Regions from separate parts of the Sus scrofa genome. Here region 2 is linked to region 1. The links are chromatin contacts, called in public HiChIP or PLAC-seq maps. All regions are on one chromosome and are shown on one strand. Each heading gives the region's core, a stretch centred on a gene start, on an enhancer-like site or on the middle of the called end of the contact. The rest is flanking DNA. Distances are from core to core; before and after follow the strand shown.

What was found. HiChIP or PLAC-seq counts read pairs in DNA pulled down with a chosen protein or histone mark.
Region 2: a contact with region 1 is called in an H3K27ac HiChIP or PLAC-seq map of alveolar macrophages. The contact joins two enhancer-like sites. A contact is called at or near these places in 3 of 47 Hi-C or Micro-C datasets (mesenteric adipose tissue, retroperitoneal adipose tissue and subcutaneous adipose tissue) and 1 of 2 datasets of contacts at active chromatin or transcription factors (alveolar macrophages).

What each region holds. Positions count from the first base shown.
Region 1 is chr13:194,850,563-194,857,208 of Sscrofa11.1, forward strand. All of the region lies in intron 15 of TIAM1 (T-lymphoma invasion and metastasis-inducing protein 1), which reads right to left. Among named protein-coding and RNA genes, the nearest start is that of TIAM1, 380 kb to the right of the region's middle. Within about 2 kb of position 3,814, at least 6 of the 83 cell types and tissues checked have an H3K27ac peak or open chromatin away from gene starts, as enhancers often do. A contact at or near this core is called in alveolar macrophages, where this site is marked.
Region 2 is chr13:195,138,104-195,144,986 of Sscrofa11.1, forward strand. The region is part of intron 1 of TIAM1 (T-lymphoma invasion and metastasis-inducing protein 1); the gene reads right to left. LOC110256474 (a long non-coding RNA gene) reads left to right here. Exons shown (of 3, transcript XR_002338030.1): 2 at 6,289-6,389. Among named protein-coding and RNA genes, the nearest start is that of TIAM1, 94 kb to the right of the region's middle. Within about 2 kb of position 2,303, at least 10 of the 83 cell types and tissues checked have an H3K27ac peak or open chromatin away from gene starts, as enhancers often do. A contact at or near this core is called in alveolar macrophages, where this site is marked.

The sequences.
Region 1 (6,646 bases), core at 2,564-5,063:
CTTGGGCTTTGCTACACCTTCAGAAAAAAAAAAAAAAAAAAAAAGGCAGACCAAGGTCCCACGGTTCTAAGTGCTTGCAATCCTATGGCTACAAGTCTTGGTCGCTTCTGTTTCTAGAGAGTCTCATGTAAAACTCTGATCAGTCAATGGAATGTCCAAACCAATATCCACGTTCTCTCAGGATAAAATACTTTGGTAGATAATCCTGAAAGAGCAAAGGAAATTAATGCAAATTGTAAAGATATGACAGAATTTCAGCTCTGGGAGAAAAATAAGGCTTAAGACAGAGGGCAAAAGGCAGAAGAACAAAGAGCGGTTAAAAAAAAAAAAAAAAAAAAAAAAAGCCAACTAACAGCAAAATGGAATAATTAAGAACAGGACTGGGGCCCAGGGCTTCACTGAGACTTGTCAGGCCGTGGCATAACGAACACATGTTTTCTTCTATCATTCACAGGACCAGGAAACAGATACCCACACGGAGGCAAAGCTGCCAACTGCCACTGCCAAATAGGGTACCATAACTCCCTCGGATAAGGAGCAATGCAGGGCCATCCCCTTGAGGGACTTTCCAAAGTCTTTTTCATTCTCTTATTTTAAATTCCTTTCTGATAGCAACTTGTAATTTTTAGATTACTCTTCAAGAAGCCCAACTCAAATAATTTTTTTTTTTTTTTTTTTTTTTTTTTTTGCATTTTAGGGCTCTATCTGTGGCATATGGAAGCTCCGGGCTAGGGATCCAACTGGAGCTGCCTCTGCCAGCCACAGCCACAGTCAAGCAGGATCCAAGTCACAAGTGTGCAACTGACACCACAGCTCAGGACAACGCCAGATCCTTAACCCAGTGAGCAAGGCCAGGGATTGAACCCAAGTCCTCACGGATACTAGTTGGGTTTGTTACTGCTGAGCCACAACTAGAACTCCAAAATAATTTTAGACACAAGCCATTTAAGTGACATTAGCCTCAATACAAGTGTATTTATCTGCATTTCAGTAGAGGTTTTACCTATCTTCTTTTATCTGTAAGAATAGATACAGAATCAAGGACTACATCAAGGGAAAGGATGGATAGATTTCCTTAAAATACAGGCATTTCCTTTCCAAACTACTACCAATTTATAAAGCGCTGAGACCAAACTTTTCAATATATATATATTTTTTTTTTTCTTTTTACCACCACACCTGTGGCACGCGGAGGTTCCAGGCTAGGGGTCAAATTGTAGCTGCAGCCAAGGCCTGTGTCACAGCCATGCCAGAACTGAGCTGCATCTGCAACCTATGCTGCAGCTCATGGATCCTTAACCCACTGAGTGAGGCCACGGATCAAACCAACACGCTCACAGAGACGACATCGGATCCTTAATTGGCTGAGCCACCGTGGGAACTCGACTACATTTTTAATGCAAATTTCAGTACTAAAAATAAAATGAGCACACTCTGGGTGTCAGGGGAAGAGCTTGCTTGATTGGAAGATGTCAGGAGAGACGATGCGTTGAAAGCCTCCTGCAAGTCACCTTCAGCCAAGGTCAGTGGAGATGGTCTAGGCATTCATTTGCTGCCTTTCTTCTTGGTCCTCCTTTTTCCTGATTGAAAGGCAATCATGGGAGTGGGGTAGGGGCTGGGAAGTCATCCAGCCTGAAGATGCCAGTGCCTGTGAAATTTGCACTGGGCAACTGGGTACCAAACGTGGATCTGAGAAACAGATTATACCTCTGTGGTAGGGAAAGAGGACTGAAAAAGAATGACAGCAATAAGCTCCTTTGGAAATCACGCATGAGGAAGCCCATGATTAACAAATGTTTCCTTTGGTTCTGCCCAGAAGTTCATACTGGAGGACAATTTAAGGGTCAGGCAAACAGGAGCGTCTCCCTATTGAGAAAGACGGCTTTCCCCACGCAGACATGCAATGTACACCGCTAAGGCTATCAAGAGTCCCAAGGAAAAAAACACAAAAATAAAAATAAATAAATAAATAAAAAGGAGTTCCCGTTGTGGCGCAGGGGTTAACGAATCTGACTAGGAACCATGATGAGGTTGCGGGTTCGGTCCCTGGCCTCGCTCAGTGGGTTAAGGATCAGGCATTGCCATGAGCTGTGGTGTAGGTTGCAGATGCGGCTCAGATCCCGCATTGCTGTGGCTCTGGCTTTGGCCGGTGGCTACAGCTCTGATTGGACCCCTAGCCTGGGAACCTCCATATGCCAAGGGAAGTGGCCCTAGAAAAGGCAAAAAGACAAAAAAAAAAAAAAAAAAAAAGTCTCAAGGAGCAGCCTCCCTTTCAAGATGCCAATAATTTGCACACTGGGGGGAAGGTGGGGATATAGCCATCTCCTAGAATAACACAGGCAAAGAAAATATTAAACACTATAGCTAGATTATTTAAGGTCACTGAAGAATACAAGGATTTCCATCAGCAAAATCAGGTTTTTTTAAAGTTGAAGTATTGGAGCTCCCGTTGCAGTGCAGCGGAAACGAATCCAACTAGTAACCATGAGTTGCAGGTTCGATCCTGGCCTTGCTCAGTTTTAAGGATCTGGCATTGTGGTGAGGTGTGGTATAGGTCAAAGACCCATCTCAGATCCTGTGTTTCTGTGGCTGTGGTGTATGCTGGCATCTGCAGCTATGATTTGACCTCTAGCCTGGGAACCTCCATATGCCACGTATGTACCCCTAAAAAGCAAAAAAAAAAAAAAAAAAAAAAAAAAGTATAACGGATATACAATGTTGCATCAGTTTCAGGTGTATAGCAGAGTGATTCTGTTTTAAGACTGGAATCCACTACAGGTATTACAAGATCCTGATATGATTTCCTGTGCTATATAGTAAATCCTTGTTGCTTATCTATTTTATGTATTAGTAGTTTGTGTCTGTTAATCCCATACTCCTAATTTACTTGTCCCTCCATCCCTCCCTCCCTTTGGTAACCAGAAGATTGTTCACTAAGTCTGAGTCTATTTCTGTTTTGCACATAGATTCACTTGTATTATTATTATTATTATTGGTCTTTTTAGGGCGGCCCTAAACTGTAGATCGTACTGTAGCTGTAAGTCATGAGTGTAGGTCACCGACGTGGCTCAGATGCCAAGTTGCTGTGGCTGTGGCGTAGGCTGGCACCTGCAGCTCTGAGTCGACCCCTAGCCTGCCAACTTCCCTGTGTTGTGGGTGCGGGTCTCCCCTGCCAAAAAAATTTTTAAAAAAGATAGATAAATAAATAAATAAATAAGCCTTCCTCCAAAAGCATCTAGTCCTGTAAAAAGGAAAACTTGCTTTCTTAAAATACGAGAAGAAAATCTGATTCAATAGGAATTATGAAAAAGAAAAAGAAAAAAAAAAAAAGGAAAGGAAAGGAAGGAAGGACGAACCCAGTTCCTGACAAACAAATGTTAATACAGCCCAAAATGACTTGCCAGTAGGGGCCCCAGGGAGTCATTCAATATTAACCCAATACACCCACCCCTTCAGAAGGCTTAGCGTTATGAAGACCAGCCGGCACCATGAGTGGCCTAAGATCTTGGAAGTGAAGGAAGTGAGTAAAACAGAGTGAAGAAACCAAGCGGCAACTCCTGCGTTGAATACCCAGAAGACCCCTCCTACTGAAATTCATGACCAGAGAAAAATCATGACAACCTCACAAACAGAACAGAAGTACTCAGAACCAGAGTCCAGGACACAGCAAAACTGAGAAAGTAAGAAAAGCAGACACCTCTGCCATAGAGGGGACCCAAGACCAAGAATGCAACAGTCTAAGAAGTCCCCAGAGGAAAAGGCACACTCAGTTGCTGAAATGACACATACTTTCCCTTCAAGGCAGCCTAGGGGATCATGCTTATGAGTCAATTACAAAATTATCCGAACTCATTTCAACAACAAGGTCTGAGACAGTCCTGAGGGCTGAGGCGGAGGGAGGAGCAAGAGAGAAATTAGGCAAGTGTGAAATCTTTCCATTCATTTAGTCAGTGGGATTATTAAGTCATCGTTTCCTCCTACACGATTCTATAAAAGGCAGTGTTTGGTTTGCAGTTAGGTTTTTTGTTTGTTTTTTTGCTATGGGTTGATGGATGTGTGCTGGTCATTTTACAGACCCTGGACTTGATTGTACCACAGAAAGCTGTGCTTAGGTGCTAATGTCAGAGAGAGATGGGCTGCATTTAAAATCCTTGGTAGCTGTTGAGGTCAGAGGCAAGACTCTCTTAGGACCGGGAGACTCGGTCAATATGCTGTGGGAACACGTCCTTACAGCAGGAACTAGGCCCTGAGAATAAATGGATTAGCTGAAGGTATCAGCCTTGGAGAGCAGCGTTCCAAGGTGAAGTCTGGAAATTACTAGACGGGTTGTACCGGGCAGCAATCTAAGGATAGACGTCCAGCCTCAGCCTTGAGAACCTCATTACCTGACATCATCACAATCTCTGAGCATGGGATTCTGTGGCTGACAACAGCTGGGGTGGTCCAGGACAACTGGAAATGAACACACCTCCCCCCAACAAAGCCCTGCTTCTTCATGTCAGGTCATGGAAGAAGCACCACTGACAATACTTATGGGTGGGTGCCTGATACCCTGGTACCCCTTCAGTGTGGAAACCTAAGTGGGGTCTATGAGCCTCTCAGTCACTCCCATAAAAAAGAATAAAAACTGGAGTTCCCGTCGTGGCATAGTGGTTAATGAATCTGACTAAGAACCATGAGGTGGCAGGTTCGATCCCTGCCCTTGCTCAGTGGGTTAAGGATCTGGCGTTTCCGTGAGCTGTGGTGTAGGTCGCAGATGCGGCTCAGATCCTGCGTTGCTGTGGCTGTGGTATAGGCCGGTGGCTACAGCTCCGATTAGACCCCTAGCCTGGGAACCTCCATATGCCACAGGAAGCGGCCCTAGAAAAGGCAAAAAAAAAAAAGTATAAAAAGTATGGCAGGATTATGCCTCGTTTCTATTTCTGAGTCCTCAAATCAATCAATCTTAGGATTTGAGTCCAAGAGCTTTGAAATTCAGCCCCCTCTTGCCTCTTGCTACAGTTGACCCTTACTCAAGAGATAGAAAGTAAACCAAAGAAAAAAAGAGTCCCCACTGTGGTGCATTTCAGTTTTTATTTGTAGCACCGCAACTCACTACTGCTTTAATTATTGACGTCACACTTCTGCTGCGTATGAAGCCTTTTAGACACATTCATCCCTCATCCCTCGCCATCAAAAACATCCTCTGGCTTTATGATGTCTTTAGTTTTTTTGTTTGGTTGGTTTTTTTCATTTTTTGTTTTTTAGTGCCGCACTCTTGGTATATATGGAGGTTTCAAGGCTAGGGAAGGGGTTGAATCAGAGCTGTAGCTGCTGGCCTACACCACAGCCACAGCAACACGGGATCCGAGCCAGGTCTGTGACCTACACCACAGCTCACGGCAATGCCAGATCCTTAACCCACTGAGAGAGGCCAAGGATTGAACCTGCGTCCTCATGGATGCTGGTCAGATTCATTTTTCGCCAAGCCAGGACAGGAACTCCTGGAGTCTTTAGTTTTAAAGTCAAGAGGTAAACAGTGCGGAGTTCCCGTTGTGGCTCAGCAGGTTAAGAACCCAACACAGTATCCATGAGAAGAATATGGGCCCCGTCTTTGGCCTCACTCAGGAAGTTAAGGATCCAGCGTTGCTGTGAGTTGTAGCGCAGGTTGCAGATGTGGCTCAGATCCAGCATTGCTGCGGGTGTGGCCAGCAGTTGCAGCTCCAATTTGACCCATAGCCTGGGAACATTCATATGCTGTAGGTGTAGCTGTTAAAAAAAAAAAAAAGGAAACGTTTCCCTCATGAGACAGAAGCTGCAGATGTTCCCCGCTGAAATCTTTAAAACAAGAAAGAAAAAAAGAAAAAAACAAAAGAAAGAAAGAAACAGTGTGAAGGTGTAATGCCAGTGGCCCGGGGTTCAAAAGGAGGGTCTCTTCATTGGGCCAGCACCCTCCAGTGAGGGTTCTGAGAGGCAGGCTGGTTGCCTGTGGCAGAGCCCTGCAGAAGAAATCAAAGATGCTGCTCCCCAGGCAAGGGGTTTGAAGAGGTGCAAATGCTAAAAAGCCTAGTCAGTTCATTCCGAAAGAAACGGGAGAATGGATAATCATGAGGTCCTGCCACAGGGCACGGGGAGCTATAGCCAGTCTCTTGGGATAGAGCATGATGGAAGATAATATGAGAAAAAGAATGTATATACATATAGAGATGTTTGACTGGGTCACTTTTGCTGTACAGCAGAAATTGGTACAACACTGTCAATCAACTATAATGGTTTTAAAAAAAGAAAAGGCAAGTGAAGGAGTTCCCGTCGTGGCGCAGTGGTCAACGAATCCGACTAGGAACCATGAGGTGGCGGGTTCGATACCTGGCCTTGCTCAGTGGGTTAAGGATCCAGCATTGCCGTGAGCTGTGGTGTAGGTCGCAGACACAGCTCGGATCCCACGTTGTTGTGGCTGTGGTGTAGGCCATTGCTGTGGCTGTGGTGTAGGCTGGCGGCTACAGCTCCGATTAGACCCCTAGCCTGGGAACCTCCATATGCCAAGGGAAGCGGCCCTAGAAAAGGCAAAAAGACAAAAAAAAAAAAAAAAAAAAAAAAAAAAAAAGGCAAGTGAGCATTCATAGTGGCTTTTATATCCTTTCACCGAGTTTTCTAGTTCGCCTTCTTT
Region 2 (6,883 bases), core at 1,053-3,552, 290 kb after region 1:
AAAGGACTTAGCATTGGAGGCAGAGGAACAGTGCAATCCAAGAGTTAGTGCAGTAAGCACGCAGTCCACACAGAGGAGAGCCCCCCCCACTCCAGGGCACCACCCCAGTGCAGCCTCTTACAGGAACCATATCCCAGAGTCAGCAACATAGGCTCAACCAAGCTCAAAGGCCTGTTCAAGAATGTAAGAAGGGCAATATAGACACTGTTCAAAATTATCTTCATTAAGATGGTTAAATTTAAGAAGCTAAATTAGGAGTTCCCTGGTGGCCTAGTGGTTGAGTATCTGGCATTGTCACTGTTGCGGCACAGGGTTGATCCCTGGCCTGGGAACTATTGCATGCCATTGGTGCAGGCAAAAAAAAAAAAAAAAAAAAAAAGAAGCTAAATTATTCTTTCTTTCTTTCTTCCTTCCCTCCTTCCTTCCTTTCTTTCTTTTTTAAGTCAGACCCATGGCATGTGGAAGTTCCAGGGCCAGGGATCAACCCCATGCCACAGCAGTGACCTGGGCCACTGCAGCGACTCCACTGGATCTTTAACCCACTGCACCACCAGGGAACTCCTAACTTATTCACTTAATGAAGAAGGGAACAGGTTTGAGGAAAGGTGGAATTGAGATCAATGAGTAAAAATGAAGGCAGATTTTGAGCTTGAAATGGAGGCAGAGCTTCTTAACAATGAGAACCAGCCCCCAAGGGAGTGAACAGCCTCCTCCTTTGCTGCCCTGAGGTGCTGGACCCTCACAGTGAGCTCCCCGTGGCTCTCAACCTTGGGTGAGCCTGGACACTGAGGCCCTTAAGGATCCTGAATGATTCCAAGGTTTTCTGGTGAGTAAAGCTAAAGAAAAAATTATTCTGGGAGTTCCCGTCTGGTGCAGTGGTTGACGAATCTGACTAGGAACCATGAGGTTGCAGGTTTGATCCCTGGCCTTGCTCAGTGGGTTAAGGATCCGGTGTTGCCCGTGAGCTGTGGTGTAGGTTGCAGACGCTGCTCGGATCCCACGTTGCCATGGCTGGGGCATAGGCCAGTGGCTACAGCTCCGATTAGACCCCTATCCTGGGAACCTCCATGTGCCGCAGGAGCAGCCCTAGAAAAGGCAAAAAGACAAAAAAAATTTAAAAAATTAAAAAAATTAAAAATTATTCTGATGCTTGTTAAAATGGCAAGACTTTTTGCAGGGCTACTGCAAAACAGGAGAGAGATGGGGCTCAACTCCGAATAGAGCAAAGACACCTGAAGATTTACAGCAAATAAGCAGAGTGAGGGGGTCAGTGGACAGAAAACTACTAAGAGGAGACCGCAGGGGAGGGAGATTCTTGGTAAACAAACAGACAATAGGGTTTCTGCTCAAGGCAACCCAGGGTGATCAGATATCAAAGGGGATCACATATCAAGGGGCAGAGGGGGAGTCTCTCTAAACTGACTTAGCAGGATTCTTGCTGAAACTGGGCTAGGCAGGCCAAAGACAGGGCAGGGACCAAGGTCTAGAACTAGACAGAAAAAAGGACTCACAGGAGTCTGACTAAGGAGAGTCTTTGTCGGTCACGTTAACTCCACCTTACAAATAGAAATGCTGATGTCTAGAGGTCTCCAAGGTCACAGAGCAAGTGTGAGCAGGTGCCAGGAACAGATCCCAGACCTCCCAGATCCAAGCTCATGACGTCAGTTCCATGCACAGCCTCATAACTCCTTACACAGCAGAACACTTTTTAATTTCTCAATTGCCTCCCCACGTAATTTCTCTGTGTGCAAAATCCAGAAATGTGCATTTCTAATATATCAAGCTATCAAAAGAAAACCACCTTTGAACACAATGCCACGTGAGTGATTTATATACAATCCCCTGTAATACAAAGGCAGACTGGTTCATCATGGTGATATATAAGGAAGCCTTTCAAAGTGGCCTCGTAGGAGTTCCCATGGTGGCTCAGCAGGTTAAGAACAACCCAACACAGTGTCCGTGAGGATGCAGGTTCAATCCCTGGCCTCGCTCAGAGGGTTAAAAAGCCAGTGTTTCTGCAAGCTGTGGCGTGGGTTACAGATGTGGCTTGGATCTGGTGTTGCCGTGGCCGTGGTGTAGGCCAGCAGCTACAGCTCCAATTCGACCCCTAGCCTGGGAACTTCCATGTGACACAGGTGCGGCCCTAAAAAGGAAAAAAAAAAAAAAAATGGCCTTGTAATAATAGGCACACAAATAAAATAGAAAAAAGATAAAAGACTGGATTTAAATGCATCTGAAAAGAACAGGAAGCTTTCAGTCACTAACAGGATTACAAAACATCCATAGCACAAGCTAAGCAACTTCCCTAGATGCCTACTCTCTGGGGAGAGCCTGTACAGATGGCAGGCCACTTCCTGCACTCATGACAATGCCATCTACAGGATAAAAAAATCCTGAAGGGCGACAATATTCTCTGGTTGCCCTTCAGGCTACTTCCCATCTTCATCCACTGAGATCTGTGCCCTGGGAGGCTGACCTCTATGACCTGTATCCATCCAGCTCTCTTGCCCTTCAGGCCCTTGGGAGGTACCAGTGGAAGCCAGGAGAGTGGGAGGAGGAGAAGCAAAGAAGGGGCCTGTCTCCCCCTGCTTCCTATCTGCAGGGTCACCTGGGGGGCTCTCCACCACAGGTCACAGCTTCTGTCAGGTGACCCTCTCTCCTTCCTTCTACGGGGTGCAGGGTGAATTTGGGTGTCCCCCCAAATTCACATGTTGAAATCTAACCCCCAGTGTGATGGTCTTAGGAGGTGAGGGCTTTGGGAGGTGATTGACGGTTTTAGGAGGTGAGGGCTTTGGGAGGTGACTGATGGTCTTAGGAGGTGAGGCTTTGGGAGGTGATTGATGGTCTTAGCAGGTGAGGGCTTCAGGAAGTGATCAATGGTCTTAGCAGGTGAGGGCTTTGGGAGGTGACTGATGGTCTTAGGAGGGCTCTAGGTGGTAACTGATGGTCTTAGGAGGTGAGGGCTTTGGGAGGTGATTGACGGTTTTAGGAGGTGAGGGCTTTGGGAGGTGACTGATGGTCTTAGGAGGGCTCTAGGTGGTAACTGATGGTCTTAGGAGGTGAGGGCTTTGGGAGGTGATTGACGGTTTTAGGAGGTGAGGGCTTTGGGAGGTGACTGATGGTTTTAGGAGGTGAGGGCTTTGGGAGGTGACTGATGGTCTTAGGAGGGCTCTAGGTGGTAACTGATGGTCTTAGGAGGTGAGGCTTTGGGAGGTGATTGATGGTCTTAGCGGGTGAAGGCTTCAGGAAGTGATCAATGGTCTTAGCAGGTGAGGGCTTTGGGAGGTGATTGATGGTCTTAGGAGGTGAGGGTTTGGGGAGGTGACTGATGGTCTTAGCAGGTGAGGGCTTTGGGAGGTGATTAGGTCATGAGGGTGGCGCCCTCACAGATGGGGTTAGTGCTCTTATGAAAGAGACCCAAGAGCTCCCTCACCCCTCCTGTCATGTGACAGCCATCTGTAAACCAAGATCCAATGGTGCCTTGACCATGGACGTCCCAGTCTCCAGAACTATGAGAAATTTACAGCATTCACGTCACCCAACCTTGGTACTTTGTCAAAGCAGCCTGAACAGCCGAAGAGGGGGTTCCTCCTGCCTCCCCAGTGGACCTCACTCCCCTTTCTGCTTCTTAACCCCACAACACACTTTTGCTATTATCTCTTATATCACCTCTTTTTTTTTTTTTTTTTTTTTGTCTTTGGTCTTTTGAGGGCCACACCCAAGGCACACGGAGGTTCCCAGGCTAGGAGTCTAATTGGAACTGTAGCTGCCGCCTACACCACAGCCACAGCCATGCAGGATCCGAGCCGTGTCTGCGACCTATACCACAGCTCATGGCAACACCGGATCCTCAACCCATGGAGCGAGGCCAGGGATCAAACCTGCAACCTCATGGTTCCTAGTTGGATTCATTTCCACTGCGCCACAATGGGAACTCCCTATCTCTTATATCACCTCTTTGTGCAATATGGTCTTCTGCCCAGCTTCTGACAACAATGGAAAGTGAAGAGGAACAGAGGACCAGGAATTTAATTTTCTGTATTTACCCTCGACTGGGGGAGAACTAGTTCTTAAGCTAGATTTCATAATATGTGTATGGGGAACAAGATACGTTCAAGAAGGCTTTGCAAAAAAAAAAAAAAAAAAAGGGAGTTCCCGTCGTGGCGCAGTGGTTAACGAATCCAACTAGGAACCATGAGGTTGCAGGTTCAGTCCCTGCCCTTGCTCAATGGGTTAACAATCCGGCGTTGCCGTGAGCTGTGGTGTAGGTTGCAGAGGCGGCTCGGATCCCGCGTTGCTGTGGCTCTGGTGTAGGCCAGTGGCTACAGCTCCGATTCGACCCCTAGCCTGGGAACCTCCATATGCCGCAAAAGCGGCCCAAGAAAAATAGCAAAAAGACAAAAAAAAAAAAAAAAAAAAAAAAAAAAAAAAGAAGGCTTTGCATGTAAGGGTTCCCATGAAAATCCAGAATTTATATACAGAACTTTGTATCCATGTGCATTTTTCTGAAAGAGAAACACAGAAAGAGGTCGAAAATTTAATCGAGTTCTCAAACGTGGACCCCCAGTGAAGAGCCAGTGCTGTAAGAGAAACACAGTCTGGAAACATCCACCATCTGTCCAGGTGAAGAGAAATGACCGTGCTGGCAGGCGGGTACCTGTGCCAGCCTGGGAAGCAAGAACAAAGCGTCTCTCGCCCTCACCCAGAGGGTCAGGGCTGGTGGAGGAACCACACCTCCCCTCCGCCCACCCCACCCCCCAACACCACCCGCCCCAGGGAAGCAGCTGGGATGGTGCGTTCCTGCAAATTGCTCACAGCTCCCTCCTGACAGTCAAGTGACATTTCAAAAGCTCATCAGCTCAGCAGGTGCTCGGATGTACAAGCAATAGCAAAAAACAGTTCCGGGCTATGGAAAGTCTCGTCCTGAGGTTCTGCAAAGCTCAGGGCGTGGAGGCAAGGGGGGTGTGGAAGGCAGCAAAGCAGAAGGGGAAGCAAAGGACTAACAGAGTGAGTAGACAGGATATGCCCAGACGCTGTCAGCAGGGGCCCCATTTTAGGGCAGGGGTGATCTCCACCATGGAGTCAGCCCTTACCTTGCATCTGTAAGGGTTATAGACACCAGCTAGGTCCTTCACCTGCTGTGTGACCAAGGATTCGTGGCTCACCCTCTCTGGGCTACAGTTTCCCCCTTTACCATTCAGTACAAACCTCATAGGGTTCTTGGAAGGCAAGGGGTCAAGGAGAAAATGCCTCTAAGACCCAGTAAACGCCTTTCCAGGTAGGCTTTTTGTTTTGTTTTGTTTTGCTCATTTATTTATTTATTTTCTTTCTAGGGCTGCACCTACAGCATATGGAAGTTCCCAGGCTAGGGGGTCACAGCAATGCTGGATCCAAGCTGCATCTGCGACCTGTGCTGCAGCCTGCAGTAACGCCAGATTCTTAACCCACTAAGCGAGGCCAAGGATCAAACCTGCATCCTCATGAATAGTAGTCAGGATCTTAACCTACTGAGGCACAACAGGAACTCCTCTTTCCAGGTAGCTTTTAGGAATCAGAGCTCTTCTCCATTTCCTTCGCTACCAGGTTGGGGATCTCAAATACAACAAACAGAAGACTGATAAATTCAACCTCCAACTCCACACCAGTGTGGACGCCAAAAGGGAGAGACGAGCTACGTGGGCAAAGGTGCCCAGAGCCTCCATCCCGTACAGAGTCCATATGTGTCCTTCCCCTGTACCTCTGTCCCTTTCCCAGCTGGACCAGGGGTCAGAGCCCAGAGGCAGAGCCCAGAGCCAGACAGCATCAGTGGATCTTGCTGCATACTGCCTGGAGGGGCCTTGGGCAAATGAGATCACCCCACAGACTCAGTTTCCTCATCTGTAACTCAGATATAAGCATAATCATAGGGCCTACCCTTTTGTGAGGATTTTTTAAATTCGCATCAACTCCTTCAAACTGTCTAGCATACAGTAAGAGCTCAATAAATGCCAGCTGCAGAACTGCTCAGCGCATTCAGCTGGTTACCAAGGCCCATCTCACTAGGAGGCATCTGTACTCTGGAGAGCAGCCAGATACTGGTAGCACCAGCCCACGAGCCACCTACCACATGGCCTTGATTCTAAGACGTGTTTCGTATTTTAGCGGTTCCTCAAATTCCAATACACAGGCATATGTAACACAGTAAAATTCCCTCTCCCCTAAAAAATGGGATAAATAACAGCATCGAGCTAATGAGTAATCGTGCAAAATGCTTTGAACACGCTTGACTTTTGCCATCGTTCTCTGCAGGTATTACCTTCACATCTGACCCGCTGTAGGCCTGCCCACCCCAACCAAATGTGAAAATTCTTCCTCATTCCCTCCTGGATCCGAGGATCGCTCAATTCCAGGTAACTGAAGATGCTGAGGACAGGGGCCTAGGAAACCCAAAGAATGTGCAGAATTTCAGGTAGTTGCTGGGTTTTTACCATCCTGCTGGCTTCTTAGAACTGGTTACTTACAGGGCATTGTTTAGAAGTTGCTGAGTTTGGTTCTGGGTTTACTGAAGTTCTCCTTTTTTGGCCTATTAAGTAATGGGCAGGTCACCAGTGGGATTTCCTGGGGACCCTGGAAACCAGCTGGCCTCCCATCGGTCCGAGAGGGCCCCGCAGAAGATGGAGCTTTGGCCCAGGCGCGAGAACCAATGGGAAATGGAAAAAAGGCAGCAGGAAGGGCATCCTGCTGCAGCTAAACATCAGTGAACGAGCCCCAGATTGAGGCAACCAGTAAATCCATGGGCTCTGCTGTCCACAGACCTGGACAATTATCCTTCCCTCCTGCCTCTTCACCTGCCTCGCTGCTTTGGAGGCGTAGATGGGAAATGATGAACAAACAAACACATTTG